Regions from separate parts of the Mus musculus genome. Here regions 2 and 3 are each linked to region 1. A link is a contact called in public HiChIP or PLAC-seq data. All regions are on one chromosome and are shown on one strand. Each heading gives the region's core, a stretch centred on a gene start, on an enhancer-like site or on the middle of the called end of the contact. The rest is flanking DNA. Distances are from core to core; before and after follow the strand shown.

Evidence for each region. HiChIP or PLAC-seq counts read pairs in DNA pulled down with a chosen protein or histone mark.
Region 2: an HNF4G HiChIP or PLAC-seq map of pancreatic cancer cells shows a contact between it and region 1. The contact joins two enhancer-like sites. A contact is called at or near these places in 1 of 39 promoter capture datasets (hippocampal neurons), 1 of 484 Hi-C or Micro-C datasets (the N1E-115 cell line) and 1 of 115 datasets of contacts at active chromatin or transcription factors (pancreatic cancer cells).
Region 3: a contact with region 1 is called in a FOXA1 HiChIP or PLAC-seq map of pancreatic cancer cells. The contact joins two enhancer-like sites.

Annotation. Positions count from the first base shown.
Region 1 is chr11:67,827,175-67,831,369 of GRCm38.p6, reverse strand. The region is part of intron 2 of Gm40032 (a long non-coding RNA gene); the gene reads left to right. Among named protein-coding and RNA genes, the nearest start is that of Gm40032, 15 kb to the left of the region's middle. Within about 2 kb of position 2,904, at least 29 of the 459 cell types and tissues checked have an H3K27ac peak or open chromatin away from gene starts, as enhancers often do. A contact at or near this core is called in pancreatic cancer cells, where this site is marked.
Region 2 is chr11:68,209,923-68,213,739 of GRCm38.p6, reverse strand. It overlaps Ntn1 (netrin 1), which reads left to right. Exons shown (of 7, transcript NM_008744.2): 7 at 406-3,817. The coding sequence ends at 734. Among named protein-coding and RNA genes, the nearest start is that of Mir6406, 9.1 kb to the left of the region's middle. Within about 2 kb of position 1,314, at least 59 of the 459 cell types and tissues checked have an H3K27ac peak or open chromatin away from gene starts, as enhancers often do. A contact at or near this core is called in pancreatic cancer cells, where this site is marked.
Region 3 is chr11:68,312,334-68,316,756 of GRCm38.p6, reverse strand. All of the region lies in intron 2 of Ntn1 (netrin 1), which reads left to right. Among named protein-coding and RNA genes, the nearest start is that of Ntn1, 72 kb to the left of the region's middle. Within about 2 kb of position 2,721, at least 96 of the 459 cell types and tissues checked have an H3K27ac peak or open chromatin away from gene starts, as enhancers often do. A contact at or near this core is called in pancreatic cancer cells, where this site is marked.

The DNA of each region.
Region 1 (4,195 bases), core at 1,655-4,154:
CTAAGGTTCTGAAGGTCTTCCATGGTCCTCCCCAACACACATGGTCAGGTCTGTCACAACACCCTGTGACCTGGCACCAGCTCTATAAAACACAATGAGCAGAAGCAATTTGAGAGGGAAGGGTTTATTTCACTGCTCCTTCCATGGGACAGAGTATCACCAAAAGAAGTCAGCACGGGAACACAAAGCAGGAACCTGGAGGCAGAAACTGATGGAGAAGCCATAGAGGCATGCTCCTGTCTGATGCTGTGCTTGCCATAGTTTATTTAGCCTGCTTCTTTTTTTTTTTTTTTTTAATAACACCCAGGACCAACACGCAGGTCTGATGAAATTCCTCACAGTGAGCTGGACCTTTGCCTGTCAATCACGAGAAAGCACCACGGATCACAGGCTAGTCTGGTGGGGGCATTTTCTCAATTGAGGCTTCTTCTTCCCAAATGCCTCTAGCTTGTGTCCAGATGACATAAAACTAGCCGGGAAATCCTGACACTTCTGGAAAGAATTTCATAGAACAAGCACCTTCCTTTAATCTGATCTAGTGGTCTCCATTTGTTGTACTTAGTATCCATTATCTATTGATTCTTATATCACTACCAAATGAGCAAGAACTACCATTATCCTCATTTTATGTATGAGAGGGTAGGGGCTTAGGGTACAAGGAGGCTTGCCCGGGATTGCTATGTACCTAGGAATTCTCCATGTCCAAAACAGATGTTTTCCCTTATCGCTAGGTTAGCCAGGCTCCCCTGGGGAGCCTGAGTAGATACCAGTCCTCTACTTGGCTGTGCTTTCAGACAGGGTGAGCTCTGACTGCCTTCTCTGGTTCTTGTCTAAGAAGTGGGTAACCAGAGTCATAAACAAGAGAAAAGTGAGTGACTAACCTATATCTGTAAGATTCGTTATATGTAAGGATGCTACTTGTATATCTAAGGGAAAGGATGCTCTTTTCTTCCATCTTTGTATGTGTGTTTGCATGTTTTTGCACATGTGGTACATGTGGAAACCTGGTGTCATGAGTCATCAAATGTCTTTTTAGTTTATTCACTGAGGCAGGCTTTCTCTACCAAATCCCCCATATGGCTAGCCTTGCTCTGGGAACCCCGTCTCTGTCATCTGCTGGGATTACAGGCAGGCTGGCTCACCATGCCCAGATGACACTTATGTGGGTTCTGGGGACCTCCAGCTTGCAAAGCAAGCCCTTTAACCACCAAGCCACGTCTTCATCCCAGAAAAGAAGTTTTAAGTAAAATCATTTCTACTGACCCGAGACTTTGTTCAAGATGGTCTTGTTCATTGTGAACAATACAGGAAAGCGATGTAGTTGTAGAAGGAAATTCAAGGGATGGCACTTCTCCATAGGAGACTGTGTTCAGTGGTATTCCTTAAAGGAAACGACATGTTCCTTAATTCTAGGCATGTACCCTGCTGGACTTGAGCATCTCTGGAGTTAGGATGTGTTTTACGATTGATGGTGCATGAGGTGGTTTGAATGAGAATCTTCATATATGCTCAGATGGTTGATGACTCTGTTTGGAAAGGTTATGAGGTGTGGCTTTGCTAGAGAGACTATGCCACTAGGGTGGCTTGAAGTTTCAAAGCCACATACCACTTCCAGTTTACTCTCCCTGCTTCCTGTTCCAGATGTGAGCCCTCAGCTGTTTCTGACGCCAGGCCTGCTTGCTGCCGTACTTCCCCGCCATGATAATGATGAACTCCGCCCTCTGGAACCTTAAGCTGGAACAAAGTATTCCTTTTATAAGTTGCCTTGGTCACGGTGTTTTATCACAGCAACAGAAAAGTAGCTAATATAGCCCCTTAACAGGGTATTCTAGCAAACTAGGTATTTTCCCCCTGAGACATCTTTAAAGTCTCAAATTTGATGTAATAGTTGAGTCATGTAAAATCTGGACCACATTGGTGTTGCTTAGGATAAGCCTTTATGAGGAAAGCAAGCCTCGGTTCACAATTTTTCCAGTGGTGGTGGTGATTAAACGCCAGATCCTGCACATGATAGGCAAGTATTCTACACCAGAGCTGCACCCCATGACTTTGGATTCATTTTTCACATTTAAGAATTATTGTTCAGTGAGGTGGTAGCACACACCTTTAATCTCAGCAATAGGGAGGCAGAGACAGGTGGCTCTCTGTGAGACACCAGCCTGGTCTACAGTGATAGTTCCAGGACAGCCAGGGCTACACAAAAGAAACTCTGTTTCAAAATAAAATATATTGTGTAGCAAAATTAACTTGTGCGTGCATGCTTTCGTGTTTGCGTGCCAGCGTGTGTGTGTGTGTGTGTGTGTGTGTGTGTGTGTGTGTGTGCATGTGAACTTCAATGGAGTGTAAGGATTTGCATAATCAACTCCACTACCCTAAATCTTTCTTAGGCTCCTCCGGCATAGTCTCCCCCTCTCCTCCATGCCCCCAGCCTCTGGCACTCTCCGAGACTTTTCCACTGTTTTGGATGACGTCATCACTTAAGCAGGGTCCTACAGATTGTGACTTTTGAAGGTTGACTTTTTCACTCAGTGTGTCACCTTTGGGAATCACTCAGGCTTCTGCCATGTGCCAGTAGCAAGTTCCTTTTCGTTGCTGGGCAGCACACCATTGTGCCAATAAACTACGATTCAATCATTTACCTGTCAGGGAAGTTTGGACTGGTAATTCTAACTCACACTGCCGTTAAACGTCTGTGTACAGGCTTTAGAAACCTGAGGTTTTATTCTTTAGAGTAAGAATCCCGTGTGAGAGCTTGCCAGACCACATGGTATAGGCATGGTTCTCCTTTCCCTGAAGTTGGTGAGCCGTTTTCCAGAACAATGATCAGTTTGTTTCCTGTCGTTAACATCTGAGAGTCACAGTTGCTTGAGTCCCCGCCAGCACTTGGTTTTCACAGCATTGTTTACTCTAGACATTCTTGTAGATGTGTGACACATTTATTATAACTTCCATTTTCATTTCTGTAGTAACCAATGACTACGAGCAAGTTTCTTTGTCATTTGCTTCTGTTTGTACTCTGAAAAAGAAATAGCTGTTGGGTCCAGTTAAATTGGCTTAATTTTCCTTACTATTGAGTTGTTAAAACTTTTTAAAGATGTATTTTTACTTCTAACTCTCTCTCTCTCTCTTTCTCTGTACGTGTCTCTCTCTGTGTGTGTATGCCTGTTGTGTGTGTGTGTCTGTGTGTGTGTGTGTGTGTCTGTGTGTTTATGCATGGGAGTGCTGTTGCCTCTGGGAGGCCAGAGGATCCACATTAGGTAGCTTATAGCAACCTGAATGTAACTCCAGCTCCAGCAATCAAATGCAGGTCCTGTGGAAAAGCAGTGCTCTGAACCTCTTAGCCATATCTCTAGCCCATCACTGAGCTCTGAGGGCTCCTTATTGTTCTGCTGCTTTGTGAGATGTGTGATTTATAAATACTTCTGCTCAGCCTAATTAATTATCATTTTATTTCCTTGAAATGCCATTCCGAGAGCAAATGTTTTGGGTTTTGATAAACTCTGATTTATCCTAAAATGAATAAATAAAACAAGACAACAAAAGCATGTATATAGCTCTTTTCTTTGTGTGTGTCTGATCAGGAGGTGCCACCAATTTTCTCCTGTGTTTTCTCCAAACTCAACATTTTATAGTTTTTACACATCCTATAATCTTTGTGCTTTCTGGTTTTCTGTCAACTTGATGCAAACTAGAGTCATCTGGGGACAGGGAGTCTGGGTTGAGGAAATGACCCCACCAGATTGGGCTGTGGACGAGCCTGGGAACATTTTCTTGACTGGCAATTGACGTGAGAGGACCCAGATCTCCCACCAGACCTAAGCTGGTGGTCCTGAGTTGTATAAGAAACCAAACTAGAGTAAGCCGGGAGGAGCAAGCCAGTAAGCAGCATGACACCATGGCTTCTGCAGCAGCTCCTGCCTCCAGCTTCTGCCCTGACTTACTTAGACGATGGACTATTAGCTGAATAAATGTGTTTCCCCCCTAAGTTGCTTTTGGTAATGGTGCTTGTTACAACAACACAAAGCTAACTAAGACAAATCCCCTTAGACTAATGCTGTATGATGTAATTTTAGACAGGTTCTTCCCCAGCCTCTCCCCTACCCATGTTGAGCTCAAATATTTTGGCAGTTTTTTGATAGAGACCACCCTTTCTCCATTGCCTCTTTCTCAAAGTGAATTATCCACTGTATGGAGT
Region 2 (3,817 bases), core at 65-2,564, 380 kb before region 1:
CATTTCCAGAGGAGTCAGCCCTGCTGTCATCAAAGCCACCTGCCCTCAGGGGCAAGCAGACTATCTAGAGAGCTAGGGGCATGCTTAATCCATCTACCCCGCTTCCCTGGAGTCTCCCTTATGGATCTCAACATGTTCCAAGAGGCAGTGTTGGGCGGGGGGCACCTTCAACAAAGGCAGGAGCAACACTTCTTGGGATAGGGGCTTTGGCCCAGGTATTAGCTCAGGTTCTGGGATGAGCTTAGCTCACCCATTGCCCGTGGGGAGCCCTTTGCAGTCACTTTCCAGATCCCACTCCAGGTTCTTGTAGGACATCGTGCAGGTCGGGCCCATCCCATCCCAGGACCTGGGCACCTGGCTGCACTTCCCAGCCATGGCCCACACCACTTGTTTGCTTCCTCACAGCTGTCCAGATCCACATCCTGAAGGCCGACAAAGCAGGGGACTGGTGGAAGTTCACCGTGAACATCATCTCCGTGTACAAGCAGGGCACAAGTCGTATTCGCCGTGGTGACCAGAGTTTGTGGATCCGCTCACGAGACATCGCCTGCAAGTGTCCCAAAATCAAGCCCCTCAAGAAGTACTTGCTGTTGGGTAATGCCGAGGACTCACCTGACCAGAGTGGCATCGTGGCAGACAAGAGCAGCCTGGTGATCCAGTGGCGGGACACATGGGCACGGCGGCTGCGCAAGTTCCAGCAACGGGAGAAGAAGGGCAAGTGCAAGAAGGCCTAGCGCGGAGGTGGCGCGGGCTCCAGGAGGGCGGGCAGGGCGCTGGCAAAGGCTGGCAGCCTTGGACTTGGCCGTCAGGGGTTTTTTTGGGAGGGTGGGGGCGGGGCGAAGTCGAAGTGGGGCGGGGCCCTCAGCGGCTCCGCCCCAGCCCCACCCTCACACCCCTGGCTGCGCTCTTATGCGCATGGCAGAAAGCACCCTGTATTGACAGGCCAGGCCCTGGAGAAATGAGGACAAGACATAGCTACCTCACGGCGCTCCTTCCAGAACAGAGATGCGCTTCCCTAGGGCTAGGTGGGGGTCGCCGTGGAGGGGTTAGGGAGGTCCTGAGAGGCGGGAACAGAATGGCACAGTGGTCTACAGTCGCTGTGTTTGATGGTTATTGAAGGGGGATGTAAGAACTGTGAATTTTTGGGCCTGCAGCCTGGGCAGGGGCAACCAATCCACCACCAGACACTAGTCACGCCCCCCTCCTTTCTCCATCACCCGCTGTCTAGGAATTCCCACAGGACTCCAGACTCTGACAACAGGTCCCTATGTTAGAGGGCCCGATGACACTGGGATCAGCCAGCTTTGGTCTCCACTGCCACCTGCTGGGCTGGTCTCCTGGGTGGAGTTCACCATCTGTAGGGAGGGGAGAGTTCTCCTGGGGCCTGCTCTACTCCAGTGGGGCTGGCCCAGGCTCCTGGCCCATCAGAGGGCCTAGGGCCTAAGGACCCTGAAGTCAAGCCGGGTGGTCACTGCCTCTGCTGGAGCTGCCTGTGGAAGGAGGCATTGCAAACCAAAACCTCCCAGAGAGTTTCCTTGCTGGAAACTTGGAAACAGCCCTTTTTATGACATTTTCCAGGGGAGGGGGAGGGGTACTGGCGGGGGTTTAGGGCAGTGACACTATTTGTGTAATGACATCAGCTCCCACAAGGCCTCACAGCAATGTCAACAGCTGGAGAGGGCCTGGTTAAGTCTGGAATGCCAGCGGCTGTCTAGGCAGTTTGAACCAGGCTTGGGGGAAGGGGCTTGCCTGAGTCAGGGTAGGGTCGCTGCTCAGCAAGGTGCCTGGCGTCCAAGCTGGAGGGCAAGGCCAGGAATGGTCAGGTTCTTGGGGTCCAAGCATTCTGTGACTGCTTCCTGCTGCCGCCCTCACTGCTGGCTCCCCAGAAAAGGGACATAGACTCCTTGGTTAAGAAACCCACTCTAGCTCCCAGCTGTCTTGGTCTAGCCTGGGCAGTCTGGTCTATTCCTTTCTGGCTGCCTTCTTTGTGGAGGTCCCCAGGCCCTCCTGTATGCCTAGCTCTCTTTTCTCTTAGAGACTTAATGTCCTCACGCAGGCAGCTCCAAGCTTCCCTTCTGGTTGCTTCCCAGGCCCCTTTAGCCTTTCCCTGCCTCCCTGTACTCGGGCCTCTAGCCTCGCGCCCCGCACACTGGATGAGAGGCCTGGCCCTCTCAGTCAGGAAATTGGTTTCATTTCTCCTGCCCACTTGGCTGCCCTGAAGGGCCATATGAGGGATGAAGCTCAGCCCCTCAGTGACACGGCTCCCTCTGCTTCTCCACTTCTGCCCACATCACCACTGCCACTTACTGAGCACCCTCTTGGTGCCAGGCACTTTACCCATATGCTCCTGGCCTGTTTTCACCACAAACCTGCGAGGCAGGGATTCACTCTTGTCTTCGTGTTCACCAGTAAAAAGACATGTCCACGTGCCCAAGGTCACACCAGCACCGGTACTCAGACTCTGACCTCACCACAGTTGCACATCAGCAGTTAGCCCTCTTGACACTCCCACAGTAGGCGAGGGTTGGGTGGGATAGTGGTTACCACTGAGACCCAGGCAGCTTGTCTCTAGAGAACTCTGAGGATATGAGCCTGGAGTATGGTCTGGGACAGACCCAGCAACACCTCCTGAGGAGGCATCGGGAGTGGCGGGGAATGAGGAATGGACTCCCTAGTGGAAAGCCGCAAGATCCAGGAAGACAGGCATGGCCATCTGAGAGGGCCTGGAGAGGTGGCTTAGCTGCTTCCCTAGCCGGAGGAAGACTAAGGCTTCAGAGGGAGGCTGGCATGAGCACACAGACCTACCCTGGCAAGGGTCAGGTGGCTTCCCTGGTCCAAGCTTGAGATTGAGGGCAAGGTCCACTATCCAGGAGAGCCAGTATGGTTTGTTGGGTACCATCTGTAGCAAATAACATCCAGCTGTACAGCAGGGGTCTCATTTCTGTACCAGCATGTCTAATGCTCTGGCCAGCTTCCACCCTTGAACCCTGGAGTCCAGTCTCACCTGGTATCCAGCGAAGTCTCTTAACTAGACTTCCCCCACGCCCCTGCTAAGCAACAGAGACGTCTTGTTAGAAATCTACCAAGGCCTCCTGCCCTGCCCTCTGTGGCCTGCTCAATGGGGGCTACATTAAATAGCCAAAATGAGCCAAGTTGTGGATAAGGTCATTGCTGAGGGAGCAGGGTTTGTCACAGCCACCACCTCTGTGGACCAGAATCCAGCCCACCTCTCCTCTGCCTGAGAGCCAGCCTTAGGGAGGCAGCTGTCTCCTACCCACCCTAGGGAGGAGATGGAAAGGGGGAAGAAGACATCCTCTTTGTACAGTTAGGAAGGGGTGCAAAATGGAAGTAGGTTTTTGAGTTTGAGAGTGTATTAACAGAGTTGTGATATGTAGGTCTTTGAAGAAAACCATACCAGGTTAGTCACTTACCAGTCAAGATTTCCCAGCTGTCCCTTTGCTTACCATTTGGGTAGTCTGGTCCCCTGTCACCAGAATGCCTCCTTTGCTGACACACAGTGGCACAAAGGTATGTGGTGAAGGTGATGACATGCTCCTAGGTACAGCTGTGAGCTGTGGTTTCTGGCCAGAGCTTCTGTCCCAGAAAGCAGGGCAGGAGGCAGGACCATCCGGCTCCTTCAGATGGGAGGGAGGGTCAGATGCCAAGGGCAAAGCCTAGGGAGGCTGGGGTGGCCTCTCCGAGGGCCTTAGGGACTTTCTAGAACTCTGCCTCAGTGGTTACATACAGGCAGTGGGTACAGGCTGTCTTAGAATTGCCCCTGAGCTGGAACAAGACTGAAATGAGGAGACCCTTCAGG
Region 3 (4,423 bases), core at 1,472-3,971, 490 kb before region 1:
AAAGCCTGGCAGATGTATTGGGGGATGAGCTGTAGATGAAGCAAAATGAATCTTGGAAAGGGCAATATATTCTGAAGTGCAGGTCCCCAGAGATGAGAGGTTGTACTTGTTGGACATTGCAAGTTTTCACGTATTTCTTTCTTTCTTTTTTTTAATCAAGCCTGCATATTGAGCAGTAACTAAAGGCAATTGTCTCCTTATGGCCACCAACCTGTCGCCTGTTGTGGAGCTGTGCTTGTGGTTGTCCCTTCGAGAAGGTCACCTCAGTGGGATGGAGGACTGGTTACTGGTGGGCAAGTAGGTCAGTTTGTAAGGCCCGCAGAAATCCGCAGAACAGAGGGCAGGGGAGAAAGAAGGCCATTGACCTTCACCATCTGTGAGCACCACATTGGCACATTCATCTACTTGCTAAAATTTATTATGTAGCCCCCTCCCAAATAAATCTGCCCTCTCATGCTTATTTACCACAACTTGTGCCAAGAGGTGAAAGATTTGAGTCATGGCGTGTTCACGTCCCCAGGCAAGGTCAACCGAGGAGATGCTCTTGTCTCCAGCTCGTACAGTAAACAAGTTTGAGCTCTCAGACTGTAAACAAGAGGCCACTTCACAGTCTCTTCGCTGCTGTGTTTTCACATTTTGCTGCCTTTTTCCCCTTGGTGGTTTTGTTGTTTTAGATGGCACTCGAGCACAGCGCGCTGACATGCTGTCTGGTGTGCTGAAGTGGTGTGCCTTGCAGACAAAAACGTAGGTGTTAGATCCACTTTGTTTTAGACATAGCTTACAGTGCTAAGGGCCGTGAATCCAGTGCTTAGGAATCAGCTATGTGTATCAAGCAGGCGCCTTTTAACACAAGCTCAGTGGACAAGACTCTGTATCAATCAGTCTGCAAGAATGTTGCAACCAGAGGCTCACAGGAACTTAACCCGGTGTTTCCCTTAGGAGCAATGGGTGGGTATTCTGTAACTCGGTGTTCACAGGATCTTTATGGACTGTCACTACAGCAAATAATGAGAGCCAGCTGTATCTTAAAGAACCCACTTCTGAAAGTGATTATAGAGCGGGATTGGGGAGAAATGTCCTGAGATTGGCAGCCTCACGTTGCATGAAGAAACTTTGTGCAATTGAAGCAAAGGTTGCTCTGTAGAGGCCCAAGACCAAAGGCAGCCAGGCAAGAGAGAGGTAAAGACGGGCAAGAATAGAACAGATTTGAGATGGTAAAAACCCAGTCAAACCCTGTAGAGCACACAGCAAGAGGCAGATAGATCTTCAGGGATATTAGGCTGGGCAATTCCATAACCTACTGCTTGCCTGGTATGCACAAGATCTTGTGTTCCATCCCCAGTAACATAAAAATAATAATAAAAAAAAGACTCTTCACTGAGGCATGGTTTATATAATAGCAAAAGTGTCCAACAATGGGGATGTAGTTAAGTCGACTCTAATGTAGCCATAAAATGAAATATGTGTGATTCAGCTATTCAGATGTTGTGAATTATTTCTTGACTTAAAAGGAGTAAGACAGGAAAGGCGGGATTTAAAATAGTGTTTTTTTATTTCTTATAAAGATGCATGTGTATTTATTTAGAAGAGATCTGTGTGACTCTACTAAGGCATTTACAGATGGAGTGAAAGTCACTTTAAGGGCCAGGGGTGTGGCTCACTGAGGGAGTGCTTGCTTAGCATGTCTGAGGCCCTGGGTTCAAACCATAACATGAGTATATACAGTGGGCTCTCTACGGTGGCTCAGGAGGTAAAGAAAGCCTTACCACTAAGCCTGACAACCTGCGCTTGATCCCCACCATCCACATGATGGAAGTAGAGAACTGACTCCCACAAATTGTTCTCTAACCTGTGCATTATGGCATGTGCACAGTGATACACACCAGATAAACACAATTTTAAAAACACAGACACATATTTTGTATAGTACCTGGTGTTTTAAGTAAAAATAAATAAATAAATAAATAAATAAATAAGAGACAAATGATGATTCCCTGGGGCCCTTCCTCCTCCCAGTTCTCTCATAATTACTGGCCTCATCTGTCTTGTAGTTTTAGAAATTAAATCATGGTGCCTACCTAAAGGACATCTGAAGGCAGACTTTGCATTTTCTAGAACTTGTCACCTTAAGAAGTGTGTGGGAAATGCTCCCTGTATTTTTCTTGGGTAGATGAACTGTGAGTGTGGAACCCTATAAGAGCCCTATATGCTCTACAGTTGGGCCCCAACTTAACATCCAGCTGCCAAGCTTGAGGTACCCGAAGGTAGAGGAAAGAGCCACTACCCATTCATAACGCCATTCAAAAAGCAGCTTGAAGGCTATTCACAAAGTCCTGTGAGTCTGAGGTGGGCTGATTGGAAACGGAGCTCATCTAGATGTGTTCTCTAAGCCTCCTAATGCATGGAGCACGCCCCTAGGGCTCTCAGGGTAGGCAGGCATCACAGTGACCCAACTGTTTTCTGTCTCAGAGCTTGTCTGGAGAGTCTGCTGCCCTGTCCACATGTCCAGTCCCAGGAGCCGGACAGATCCCAGCAAAGGAGAAGTATAGGATCGGTGTGTGGATGCTGGCACCCTCATGTGCCTTGCTGGTGCTAATTCGAAAGCCAGCTTCAGATGTGCTTCTGTGGCCTAAGGAGGAAAACAGCAAACAGGCAGGAGCTGAGCTCAGTGCCCTGACTCATTCTTCCACGTGGGGCTGGTGACACAAAGCTCTGACATTTCCTGTGGCCACAGCCCCCAGAAACAACTAGCAGGCCCTGGCTGAGGTCTGTCTGCCCTGCAGGGAGCTTACTGCTCTTGTCCTGCCTCAGTGTACTCTGGGAGCCTGCAAGGTTATCAGAGCCCAGTACATACATCTTCCAAGCTTGGGGGTGGGAGTGGGGTGGGGTGGGGGGAGGACTGCGTGGGACCCTTTCTTGGCGAACAGTGGGAGATTTTTCCTCTCATAAACAAAACAAACATGAGCCGGAGGGGTGGTGGCCCCAGGGGCAGGCTGGGTGGCCCTTTCCTTCAACCTCTGCATTTGTTTCTCCATGGGGCAGATTGTGGAAGCCTCTGAGAGGTTGGAAAGCCTCCCGAGAGCCTTCTTAGTCGTCATTGCATTTGGTTAACTGAGCATATCACCTCTTGTTGTTGGCCAGGGCTCTGTTACCGTGGATGAGACAGCAAGTTGTTTAAACCCATATCCAGGAGGCAGGTGCCTCTGCAGAACACCCAAGGGGGCAGGCACTCCTCCTCGGTAGGCAGGTGGGGTAGAAGGAACAGAGCCCTTACTACCATGAGGAGTGGAGTCGTGGCCCTCACCCTGCCAGCCAGGCTTCTGGGGCCTTTCCTAGCTGTTGATAAACTGTTGAGATAGCTGTGATGGTGAGGGACTCCTCCCTAGCGCCCACCCCCTCCCGTCCCAGTCTTTTCTCATCTTGGTGATTGCCCCCTGTCTCGTTTACAAAGCTTTTCCAAGCTTGCTGGAGAGCACTGGGCTGCCAGTGCATGCCTCAGCTAGGAAACCAGCGAAGGCTCTCATCCATCACGTGCTCATTACCACTCTGGAAGGCCTCAGGAGGTCAGCTTCCACTGGCCTCTCAGCGCTGTCTGCATTGTGCTGTTGGGGGCCTGACTGCCCTTTCCCAGAGATGACTGTAGCTCCTCTTCAGAAAATATGCTGGGAAAGGTATTCTAAAGGCAGCCAAGAAGTAGAAGGCAGTAGAAGTAGATCTTGCTATTCAGGTACATGGATCAGAGTTAAATATTTTAAGGAATAGTACATCCTATTTCTCTGATATGGATGTCTTGTCTGCTGTCAGGGAGGGTCTGTGGGGACATTGCTATGAAAGTGTGCACTGTGACCCTCTGTGGCTGGGGGGCTGGGTGGAAGAAGCCCTGCAGAGTGAAGGAGTGCTTTTAGGACCTCCCGGATCAGACATGATGTTATAGGAAAATATGCTTTGGCTGAGGAAATAGAGAGAAAGCCGAGGGGACAGAGCAGGAGGCTGAGGACATAAAGCAGATTGTCATCAGGGGATGAGCTAAGATGCTGGCGGGGGGGGTCCAGGGAAGATGATGGAGGATGGTCTGTATCCAAGAGGATGGCCAAGTGATGGAGCATTGGGGTGTTGGTGGTGGGGTGGCTAAGGATACTGTGAGCCTCAAAAGCACAAAGGCCATCATTCAGGCACTAACCCACTGGCCTCTGGCCTCGCCTTTGGCTAAGTGAATTGTTTCCTGGAGGCCCCAGCCATGAGGGGCTGTGTCCCCACGGTGTCTACTCAAAGTTCACAGTAGGGAAGAGGGAGCTGTCTTATCTGTGTCCCCTTGGTAGGGGGGGGGGGCTGAGGTCTGCCCCTTTGTGTGTGTTGCATGGTAGAAGCCAAGAGGGACCATAGCCTGTGTCTATGGGCAGGGAGTCCATAGACCATAGGGCCA